Regions from separate parts of the Sus scrofa genome. Here region 2 is linked to region 1. The links are chromatin contacts, called in public HiChIP or PLAC-seq maps. All regions are on one chromosome and are shown on one strand. The core of a region is the stretch at or near the end of the contact, and the rest is flanking DNA. Distances in the headings are between cores, read along the strand shown.

Region 1 (4,705 bases), core at 140-2,639:
CTTGAGCCTTCTTCCTGGAGTGGCCCAGAGTTCAGAGAGGATCCCAACTGGGCCAAGAGTGGAAACAGTCAATACAGTCAGTGCCCTTTGCCAGCTGCCAGCTTCTAGGCTTAATCTCCAGGCCTGGAGCAGAACAACCTTTACAATGTCAAGTGTAGCTCCCAGAAGGAGGGGTGTAAGGTTCGAGTAAAGACGGGGTGCTCCTGCCTTTCTCTTTCTAAGTGGACAGTCAGGAGACCTTGGCCAAAGTTGACGGTGCTGAAGAATCCATTCATTCACTAGACAAGGATTCAGCAAGCACCTACTCTAGCCTTTCAGCACCCGGGACACAGCGTAAACTCTACCACTAGACACAAATCCCTCACTTCGGGGGAGGGCGAGATGGACGAGATAAGTAAGTAATGTATACAACGTCGGAAGATGGTGCTAAGGAGAGAAAACAGAAAAAGGCTAAGAAGACAAAGCTGTACAGGTGAACTGAGCAAAGAAACTACGAGTCAGACTGGCAGCCGGAGGGCCCCAAAGGGTGAGGGAGCCTTCTGTGGAGAACTGAAGGTAGGCCAGCTCCCTCATTCGAAGTCACAAGGACAGATGCTGCAAAATGCAGCGCTTAGAAAGGAGGATGGTATAGCGGGATAATGATCTGCTATTGTCACTGCAGTGGCTCGGGTTGCTGCTATGGCACAGGTTCAATTCTTGGCCCAGGAACTTCCACAAGCCAAAAAACAGTGGCCTTCCCTGCTGAGCCAGAAGTTTCTATTTCTGTAACTTAGGTCATTTCCCCACTAGACAGGAAGACCCGTACTGGCACAGGCCCCCAGTGGGTCCTGGGATGGGCTCCTGCTTGGACCACAGGCCGTGCACATTCTCTCATGACTTGGCCCCGTCCCTGTCCGCCTGGACGGGTGAAGGGGTTGGTAGCCTGGCAGTGGCTCTCCCAGCCCTGAAGCCCTTTTCCAGGAATAAGCCCTTCCCTGCTTTATCAACACATCCATTCAAGAAATATATCATGGACCCCTGTGACATGCCCGGCTTCACATGGGGGCAACCAGCAGGCAGGGCCCTGGTCCCACAGGGCTCACAAGACAGCCTCCAACTTCACTCCAAAGTCCCCATCAAATTCCCTGAGAAGCGTCCTCTACTCCCACACACTCACACCAGCGAGTTCTCGTCTCGCCCCATCAGACACCAGGCTGCAGGTAACCTGGTGCTTCATAGACGGCAGGCTGAGGGGTGAGGCCAGGAGGGAAGGCAGCAGCGAGGTGAGTGCCTTTTCTGCTTTTTGCCCCACACGTGGTGGTTCTTGGAATGGCATGTCTCATCAAACATGGGCCCAGGAAGCGATTTCCTGCTTACTCAGGGGTGGGCATTAAGTTGCCCCTCCCACCCACAACCACAGGCTCCCTCCTCTGGATGCTCCTCAGGGGCTGAGTCTAGGTAATGACACAAGACACAGTCATCAGCTCCACCAGGATTTCCCTATGATGAGGCCCACGGCTGAAGGGGAAGCAGAAGGGAGGGCAGAGGCCCTTTGCAGGGTCAGAGCAGGGCCCGCAAGCTCTCACCGCATACCCCAGGGTGCAGGCCGGCATCTCACAGGGAAGGGAGAGGGAAGGGCCGGGTGTGGGCCAGGCCTGGGGCACTCACCGCGCTTGGGCTTGGGGAAGCTGTCGTGCAGCCGGAAGACCACCTTCTCCACGAAGTGCTGGATATCGCACTGCTCGGGGCCGCGGACGAACACCATCCAGTCGTGCGTGAACCCCTCCGTGGTGGGCTTCTTGCGCAATTGGGCGCGGTGTCCCAGCTCTAACTTGACCTGGACAGTGCACTGGACAGAGAGAAAGGCAGGCACGGGGTCAGTGCAGAGCCCCAAGTAAGGGCTGCAGGCTCACGGACCAGGCCTATGGACTGGCTTTCCACGTCTCTTCTCCCCAGCAAGCTCACGGGGGTCCCCGAGTCTCCTCCCTACCCTGCCCCAGGGGCTGGGCTCCTGCAGCTCCCTCTGCCTTGGATGCTCTCCTCCACCGCCCATGGCCCACTCCTTCCCGTCACTGAGGTCGAGCCTTGACTGCCTCAGGGAAGCCTTCTGTCACCACCCCATCTGAAAGCACCCACCCCACCCCACCCCCATGGCGCTCTTTCTCAGCATTCTCCACTATCAGAGATCCTCTTGCTAATGGTTTGTCCCACGTGCTCTACAGTGGCTCATGGGAATGGCTCCCTGTCTGGAGCAGCAATCCTCAGCAAGCTCTCCTGGAATATGAAAGTGTGACTGTGGTGCAATTATGCCGCCCTTTGGTTCCAGGATCCAAGGACACTAACATCCATGGCTGCTCAAGTCTCTTACATAAAACGGCACCATAAAACGGCACAGTGCTTACACAGAACCACATACACCTTCCCGCATGCTTTAAAGCCCCTCTAGGTCCCTTTTTTTTTTTTTTTTTTGGTCTTTTTGCCTTTTCTAGGGCCGCACCCGCGCCACATGGAGGTTCCCAGGCTAGAGATCTAATTGGAGCTGTAGCCACCAGCCTACACCACAGCAAAGCAGGATCCAAGTCGCTTCTGCGCCCTACACCACAGCTCACGGCAACGCCGCATCCTTAACCCACTGAGTAAGGCCAGGGATCGAACCCGCAACCTCGTGGTTCCTAGTCAGATTCATTAACCACTGAGCCAGGACAGGAACTCCAACCTCTAGATTACTTCTAATACCTTGTACAACGTAAGCGCTAGGAAAATAGTTGCAGATACTCATAAGTGCTATGGAAATAGTTGCTGGGGCATGACAAATTCAAGTGCTGCTTTTTGGGACTTTCTGGAATTTTTTTTCCCAAATATTTTCAATTTCCCTGTGGACAGGGAACCCACAGATACGGAGGGTGGGCTGTACCTTGTTCTATGACTGAGGAAACTAAGGCTCCAGAGTGAGCTAAGTGGCACATGTGAGGTGGCTCGGCCGTAGGAAGATTCACCCCTTAGCCACTCTGCCATCCTGCCACGCCGGCCAACCCACCCCGGTCTTTGATTACAGTGTTTTCATTTTCTGTTGTCCCACAGAATGCTTCCTGGAGAAGAGTCCCCTGGGGTCACCTGAGTCACCTGCACAATGCTGGCTTTATTTTAAAAACAGAATGATGGTTCACAGTGAGAATGGGGGGCAGGTGTGAAGCCAACTGGGGACAGGTGCAGGTGGACCCGCAACCCCCATGGCCCAGTTTCCTTCCTCAGGCACGTGTCTGCCGCTCCCTTGAGATGTGAGGTCACTCACACAAGCCCCATCCCACCAAACAAGCAGCCAAGACACTTAAAAGTCCTCCCACCAGTGATGCTAGCCAAAACCACCCACAGGGACCTACTGTCCACATCCACCCTGGTCCATAAAATTCTCCCTAGACTTTGCACAGACATAGCCCGACACCTAGTATCCAAACCAAGAATGTTACATAGAAGGCAGAGGCCAAGTGGACACTTGTGCCTAAGTGCTGAGATAACGGCAATGGCCTGGATCCCACACTTCCTTAAGGGAACTCCTCCTCAGGGCACATCAACCCAGGACCAGGACCAGAAACCTCCTCCTGCACTTTCCTCCCTTTTTGTCACCAAATGACCGTGTGCATCCTGGGTGCATTCTGGGTGCATCCCAGGGACTGGCCCCATCCCTCCTGTCTCCCCCGCCCCCCTGCCTCTTCTCTGGGCTCTGAAAGCCCATAGAGACCCGGCCCTCCTGCCACTCCTCTGGCTGCTCAGTCACTGCCAGGAAGCAGGGCAACCAGAGCCCATTGCTGGCTCACCACTCCCTCAGCACACCTCCACAGCCCCACCTGTGCTTCCTCAAGTCTGGGATGCTCCAGGTTTACCACCTTTTCTTCACCCTAAGTCAGAGAGCATGTTGCAGGGCATGCAAGCTTCCCAGATGAAGTCCCCCGTGCACCTGCATCTGCGCTCACATGCAGAGAAGCTGCTGCTAAGTCGGGGGGGGGGGCATGCCTTAGAGGCGGAGAACTCAGAACACACAGGAAACACACAACCCCCACATCCCAGTTCCATCGGACACCAGCCATCCCCATACACACCAGGAATGTCCACACCTCCACCTTTACTCCCAGCCTGCAGCCTGGGTGCCCCACACACACTTACTTCCCTGCTGACTGAAATTCCACTGGCCCTGACTCAAGCGCCACTCTCTACCAGGCCCTTTCTGATCCATCACCACACTGGAAACCAACCAGATCCCACAGCAGTCTATGCACAACCAACTCGGCAGGGCCACTTCATCCCCAGCCTGCTCCTGACTACATACTGCTGACTCCCCGGGGCCACCTCCCACCCGTCCTTTTAACTCTATTCTAGAACCATGCTGCACGAGGCATCAACAACACTGGATTAAACCAGAGGGGCTTCCCAGATCAGTGCACCCCGAGAAGGAAGGACCTAAGTGACAGATAAGGACAGGGTGGTCCTGACATATATGGATGAGCTGGCAGGAGGCTGTGGGTAGTGAGTCAGCTGTGAAAACACAGCAGGAGCTCCCCAATGCTGGCACAGGGTGACATTCCCCTTGGGGTTCTTCAGGAAAAGAGCAGGAACCCCCAGGACCAGTCCACTGGAAGGAGGAGTGGGGATACGGAGAGAGTATTTGTATGCGACCCAACAGAAACAACAGCCAACTATACAAAGATGATGGAGTCGAGGAGAGAGCATC
Region 2 (5,043 bases), core at 84-2,583, 290 kb before region 1:
GCCCCTAGTCTTTTATTTTTTTTTTGACCACACCGGTGGCAGGTGGAAGTTCCTGGGCCAGGGACTGAACCTGCACAACAGCAGGGTCCTTTAACCTGTGAAGCCATAAGGGAACTCCTGTTCCTAGTCTTTAACAGCCTCTGGCCTCTCTGAGAGGTGAGGTTTAGCTGCCATAGACTTAAACACACGCCAAACCCTGTTTGACCCTGACTTTCTTTCTTGTCACAGCAGATATCCTCACCTGATATGCTATGTATTTAGGGGTTTGTGGTGTGTTCCCCCTACTAAGCTATCAACTCCATGAGCCTGGAGAGTGCCTTGTCCCCTCCATGTTCCACAGTTTGAGAGCAGTATTTGGCACCCTGCAGGGATTCAAGTATCTGGTGGGGAGATAAGTAAGAGGAGGGGGCACTGCAGAAAACAACAGCCAGACTGTAAGGACTAGAATGGAGAGAGAACCATTTGGATGGCAGAGGAAGAGCTTCCTGTTGCTGGGACTGTGTTGGCTGATGTGCAGGCAGGCACAGGAGGGGCTGCCTGTGAGCCCGTGGGACAGGACAGGATGGGAATTAGTTTGAGCAGGCGGCTGTCTGTGGTGCGAAGGTCCCACCCAGCATGGTCCAGGCATAAGCTGGGAGAGGTCCCCTCTGCTGGAAGGACAACCCTGTACTGCAACTGGGCATGCTGCATGGGGCGGGGTAGGGGGGCGGCAGAGGGAAGCCATGGAGAACACACTGCGGTCTGAGCTCCAAAAGCAGATCCGCCCTCATTAACTCCGGGCTCCTGCTCCTCAACCACCTGCTGCCACCACAGTCATAGTTGAGAGCTCCCTTCCTTCTCTGCCTCTACTCTCACCCCCTTAAGGGTGGCCTCCACAGAGCGGCCAGAACACTGCTGTGAAACTTATGCTCAAAACTTGGCAAGGGCCTCCCAGACTAGGGGCAAAGGCCCTTCAAAGGCTACCCCGCCGCTGACCATGACTGTGGCACTGAAGTGTCCCTGTCCCCGGCACGCCCCTCGCTTCTGTCATGCTTCTAGGCTTTTGCCTGGCTTAGTTCCTCCACCTAGAAGACATTCTCACTTGCTCTTCTGTGGTCAACACACACCCAGGCACAGACACCACCTCCTTAAGGAGGCTCCCAGTTTGAAATGTGCTCCTTAATGAAGCGAGCTCTGGCTTGTACCCAGCACGGGTTATACTGAGGCTACCTGTCAGGGAGGCTGAGAGACCACAGACACAGTTCCCGCGTGCCATCCAGGAACCGTCCGATAAATGTTTGAACTAAACCCCCTCTGTACTTCCTCACATGTGTAACAACAGCTGCTATGCAATCACAGAAATATTTTCTAAGCCCTTATTCTGTGCAAGGCACCATGGGAAAATGGGGAACAGGAAGCTGAGGGCAAAAAACTTTAGAGTAAAACATCTGATGAAAAGGGAGGGGCTATGTGTGCCAACCTGGCCAGGCACTGCGAAGTCTGGGAGCTGTGTGTGTGTGGGTGGGGGGGGAGTCTATGTGATGTGTTTATTTGCTCACCAGCAATGTCCACCCCGGGAAAGCTCCAGAGGAACGGGGCCTCTGTTGGGTTCACCTCTGTCTTGTCAGAGCCAAACAGTCTCAAGTGTAATACCTGCTCAACAAGCAGTTACAGAGGGAGCGAAATGCTGTGTGTCACACAGGCTGGGGCCAGGAGGCTTGGGCCCTAGCAGCCCACTCGGAGAGCCAAAGAGACCCCCGAGGAGGGCAAGGCTTGGTGGTCATGAACTTCAGTCAGTTCTCTATCAAAGACACAAAGCACCAGAGCCACGCAAGTTTTGTTTCTGCTCAACGCCAAGAGGGCCCAAAGTCCGTAACTTCTAAGTCAGCACTGATTCCACGGTGACAACACACATGCACCCTGTTCCATGCAAGAACTGCCCCACATTTAAGTAAGCACTTCTTTTTTTAAAATCTTCCCATGTCACCACTGCTCCTGGTTGTCACTGAATTACCAGCATCATTTATGTAACTGAAAACTCAAGTTTGGGGAACATAGGACAGAAGCAAGGAGGCTTCTGGCCCAGCTTTTCTTTCATGACTGAAGGGAAAACCACCACTAGAGATTTGTGGAGAGACCTAGGCTACCGGAAAGACCCAAAATATTAATATGTTAACCAAATATATGTACTTGTTTGATACAGACTCTGTCCACCAGGTGTTTTTCTATTTTTTGGTTCTGTGAAACGCTCTCTGATCAAATTAGTTTGTAAAAAAGCAGGCTGCCTGGAGCATGGACAAGACTCATCAACATAAGAAAGGTTAAGGAAAACAATGGTAAAGAAACCTGTTTCACCAAAAGTTCCTCAGAGTTATCTGACCAGGGAACACCCCCTTTCCAGGAAAACCCAGAGACAACTGAGATCTGTGGCCAACTGCGGCCAACACTGTTGTGTGAAGTGGGTGAGATTCAGAACCCCGAGTCACCTCAAATAACACTCCTGCCTCTGGGCGGCCCAGGCGCTTCTGGGATGCATTGGGTGCTTTGGCCTCACCTTGGCTTTCCAAGGCACTGATGCCAAGTCTAAGCTGGCAACTGCTTGATCCCAACCCCTCTCCCCCCAGCATCCTCCACATGCCCCTCCTCAGCTCCTGTGCCCCAAGTGGCACTCTGTTGGAGCCCAACTGCTACTCCAGCCAGGGAAAGTACCCTGCTTCCCCAGTCCCCAGGGAAAGAGCATGGGGGCGGGGGTGGGGAAGGGGAAAGACCTGGCCAGAAGCTGAACTGAGTAGCCCCTGATGACATCCCAGCCCAGAGCAAAGGCTCTCCCTCCTCTCCCCTGCCACCCTCCACCTGACCTTGCAGTTTGGATGTAAAATGGGGCAGCTTAGCCTGCATCCTGGATGTAATCTTTGCAGTTCTGCTGATAAGCACAGGCAGGTAAGCCTAGATGCAAAAGCTGCAGATCTCTGCTTTTGTTCCATACCCCTCCCAGATGTGTGGGCCCTGCCATACACACTTTCTAACCCATCCTCTTCGGAGCCCTGCTCCCAGAAGCACTGATGACGTGGCTGTGACTGTCAGGGTCCACCTTGCTGAGCTTGGGAACCACTTCCGCAGATGCACCTCTTGCTCTTTCACAGATTCAATAATAACATCCATTTGACAACTGCAACTTTCTGTGGCTCCACACATCTGGGTGTCCACTGTGCGCCAGGCATCATGCTGGCTTTTGGGTGTGGTGGTGACATGGAGAGGTATGTCCCCTGTCTGCCAGGAGCTGACATCAGACTCAGGTGACGTGGAGAAGAGACTCAGAACACAGAGCTGGGGCACCCAACATGGTGAGGCTGCAAAGGAGGAGTGGATCAGGGAGGGCTTCTTAAAGGAAGTGTCACTTAAGCAGAAGGATGAGTGGCATTTAGTCAGGTGGCCAGGAGTGGGAGGAATGAGGCAGCACTGAAGAAAAATGGTCAGGGTGGGCACAATCGGGCTCCAGACCCTTAAAGACAGATAGGAAACACCTCAGCCCAGGGCAACAGGAGTGAAATGCATCCCCTCCTTGGTCCATTCACACCTGCATGGGCCCAGCATAGAGGCTCCTGGAAGGTAAGCACCAATCACATTCAGGTACTTTCTTTCTTGAGCAAATGAATCAAGATGGCTTCAAAGAAGTTGGGAGTCCTTGAGATGCAGGCTGCCTCCTGACCCAAGGGGCCACAGACCATTCTCCTTGTAGGGTACAGAGGTCTCTGGGTAAGAAAGGGATTCCCAAGGTGGCAGGCCCTTCTCCTAAAGCATAAACTACTTCAACATCCATTTATGATAAAAACTCTGCAGGAGTTCCCATTATGGCTCAGTGGTAATGAACCCAACTAGTATCCATAAGGACTCAGGTTCGATCCCTGGCTTCACTCAGTGGGTTAAAGGATCTGGTGTTGCCACGAGCTGTGGTGGAGGCTGCAGATGCAGTGCGGATCCCACGTTGCTGTGGCAGTGGCAGTGGCTGTGGTGTGGGCTGGCAGCTGCAGCTCCGATTCAACCCCTGGCCTGGGAATTTCCACTTGCCATGAAAGTGACCCTTAAAACAAACAAACAAACAAAAAACTCTCCAGAAACTGGGCACAGAGGAAACCTACCCCAATATAATAAAAGCCACATATGATAAACCCACAGTCAACATCATACACCACAGTGAAAAGCTAAAAGCATTTCCTCTAGGATCAGGAGTAAGACAAAGATGGCCACTCTCACCACTTTTATTCAACAGTTATGGAAGTCCTAGCCACAGCAATCAGAGAAGAAAAAGAAATAAAAAGAATCCAAAATGGAAAAAAGAAGTAACACTGTCACTGTTTGCAGATGACATGATACTATACATAGAAAATCCCAAAGATGCTATTACTAGAAAACTACTAGAGCTCATCCATGAATTAAGTAAAGTCGCTGGATACAAAATTAACATACAGAAATCTGTTGCATTTCTATACACTAGCAACGAAAGATCAGAAAGAGAAAATAAGGAAACAATTCCATTTACCACCCTATCAGAAAGAATAAAATACCTAGGAATAAACCTACCTAAGGAGGCAAAAGACTTGTACTCTGAAAACTGTTAAGATGCTACTGAAAGAAACTGAAGATGACACAAACAGATGGAAAGATATTATCATGTTCTTGGAGTGGGAGAATCAATACTGTCAAAATGACTATACTAGCCAATCTTCATATTCAATGCAATCCCTATCAAATTCCCAATAGTGGGAGTTCCTACTGTGGCTCAGCAGGTTAAGGACCTATCATTGAGGATCCAGGTGCGATCCCTGGCATCTCAGTAGGTTAAGGACCTGCTGTTGCCACAAGCTGCAGAGCAGATGCAGCTTGGATCCAGTGTTGCTGTGTCTGTGGCACCAACTACAACTGCAGCTCCAATTAGACCTGGCTAGGGAATTTCCATATGACACAGGCGTAACTGTTAAAAAAAAAAATTTTTATTAAAAAAATTATCAAAATCAGAACAAAAAATTTAAACTTCTGTACAGAAACACAAGACCCCGAATAGCT

Evidence for each region. HiChIP or PLAC-seq counts read pairs in DNA pulled down with a chosen protein or histone mark.
Region 2: an H3K27ac HiChIP or PLAC-seq map of alveolar macrophages shows a contact between it and region 1. The contact joins two enhancer-like sites. A contact is called at or near these places in 1 of 5 promoter capture datasets (liver) and 1 of 2 datasets of contacts at active chromatin or transcription factors (alveolar macrophages).

What each region holds. Positions count from the first base shown.
Region 1 is chr2:72,787,560-72,792,264 of Sscrofa11.1, reverse strand. MLLT1 (protein ENL) reads right to left here. Exons shown (of 11, transcript XM_021083993.1): 2 at 1,648-1,828. Among named protein-coding and RNA genes, the nearest start is that of MLLT1, 9.0 kb to the right of the region's middle. Within about 2 kb of position 1,389, at least 3 of the 83 cell types and tissues checked have an H3K27ac peak or open chromatin away from gene starts, as enhancers often do. A contact at or near this core is called in alveolar macrophages, where this site is marked.
Region 2 is chr2:73,078,076-73,083,118 of Sscrofa11.1, reverse strand. The region is part of intron 1 of RANBP3 (ran-binding protein 3); the gene reads right to left. Among named protein-coding and RNA genes, the nearest start is that of RANBP3, 18 kb to the right of the region's middle. Within about 2 kb of position 1,333, at least 16 of the 83 cell types and tissues checked have an H3K27ac peak or open chromatin away from gene starts, as enhancers often do. A contact at or near this core is called in alveolar macrophages, where this site is marked.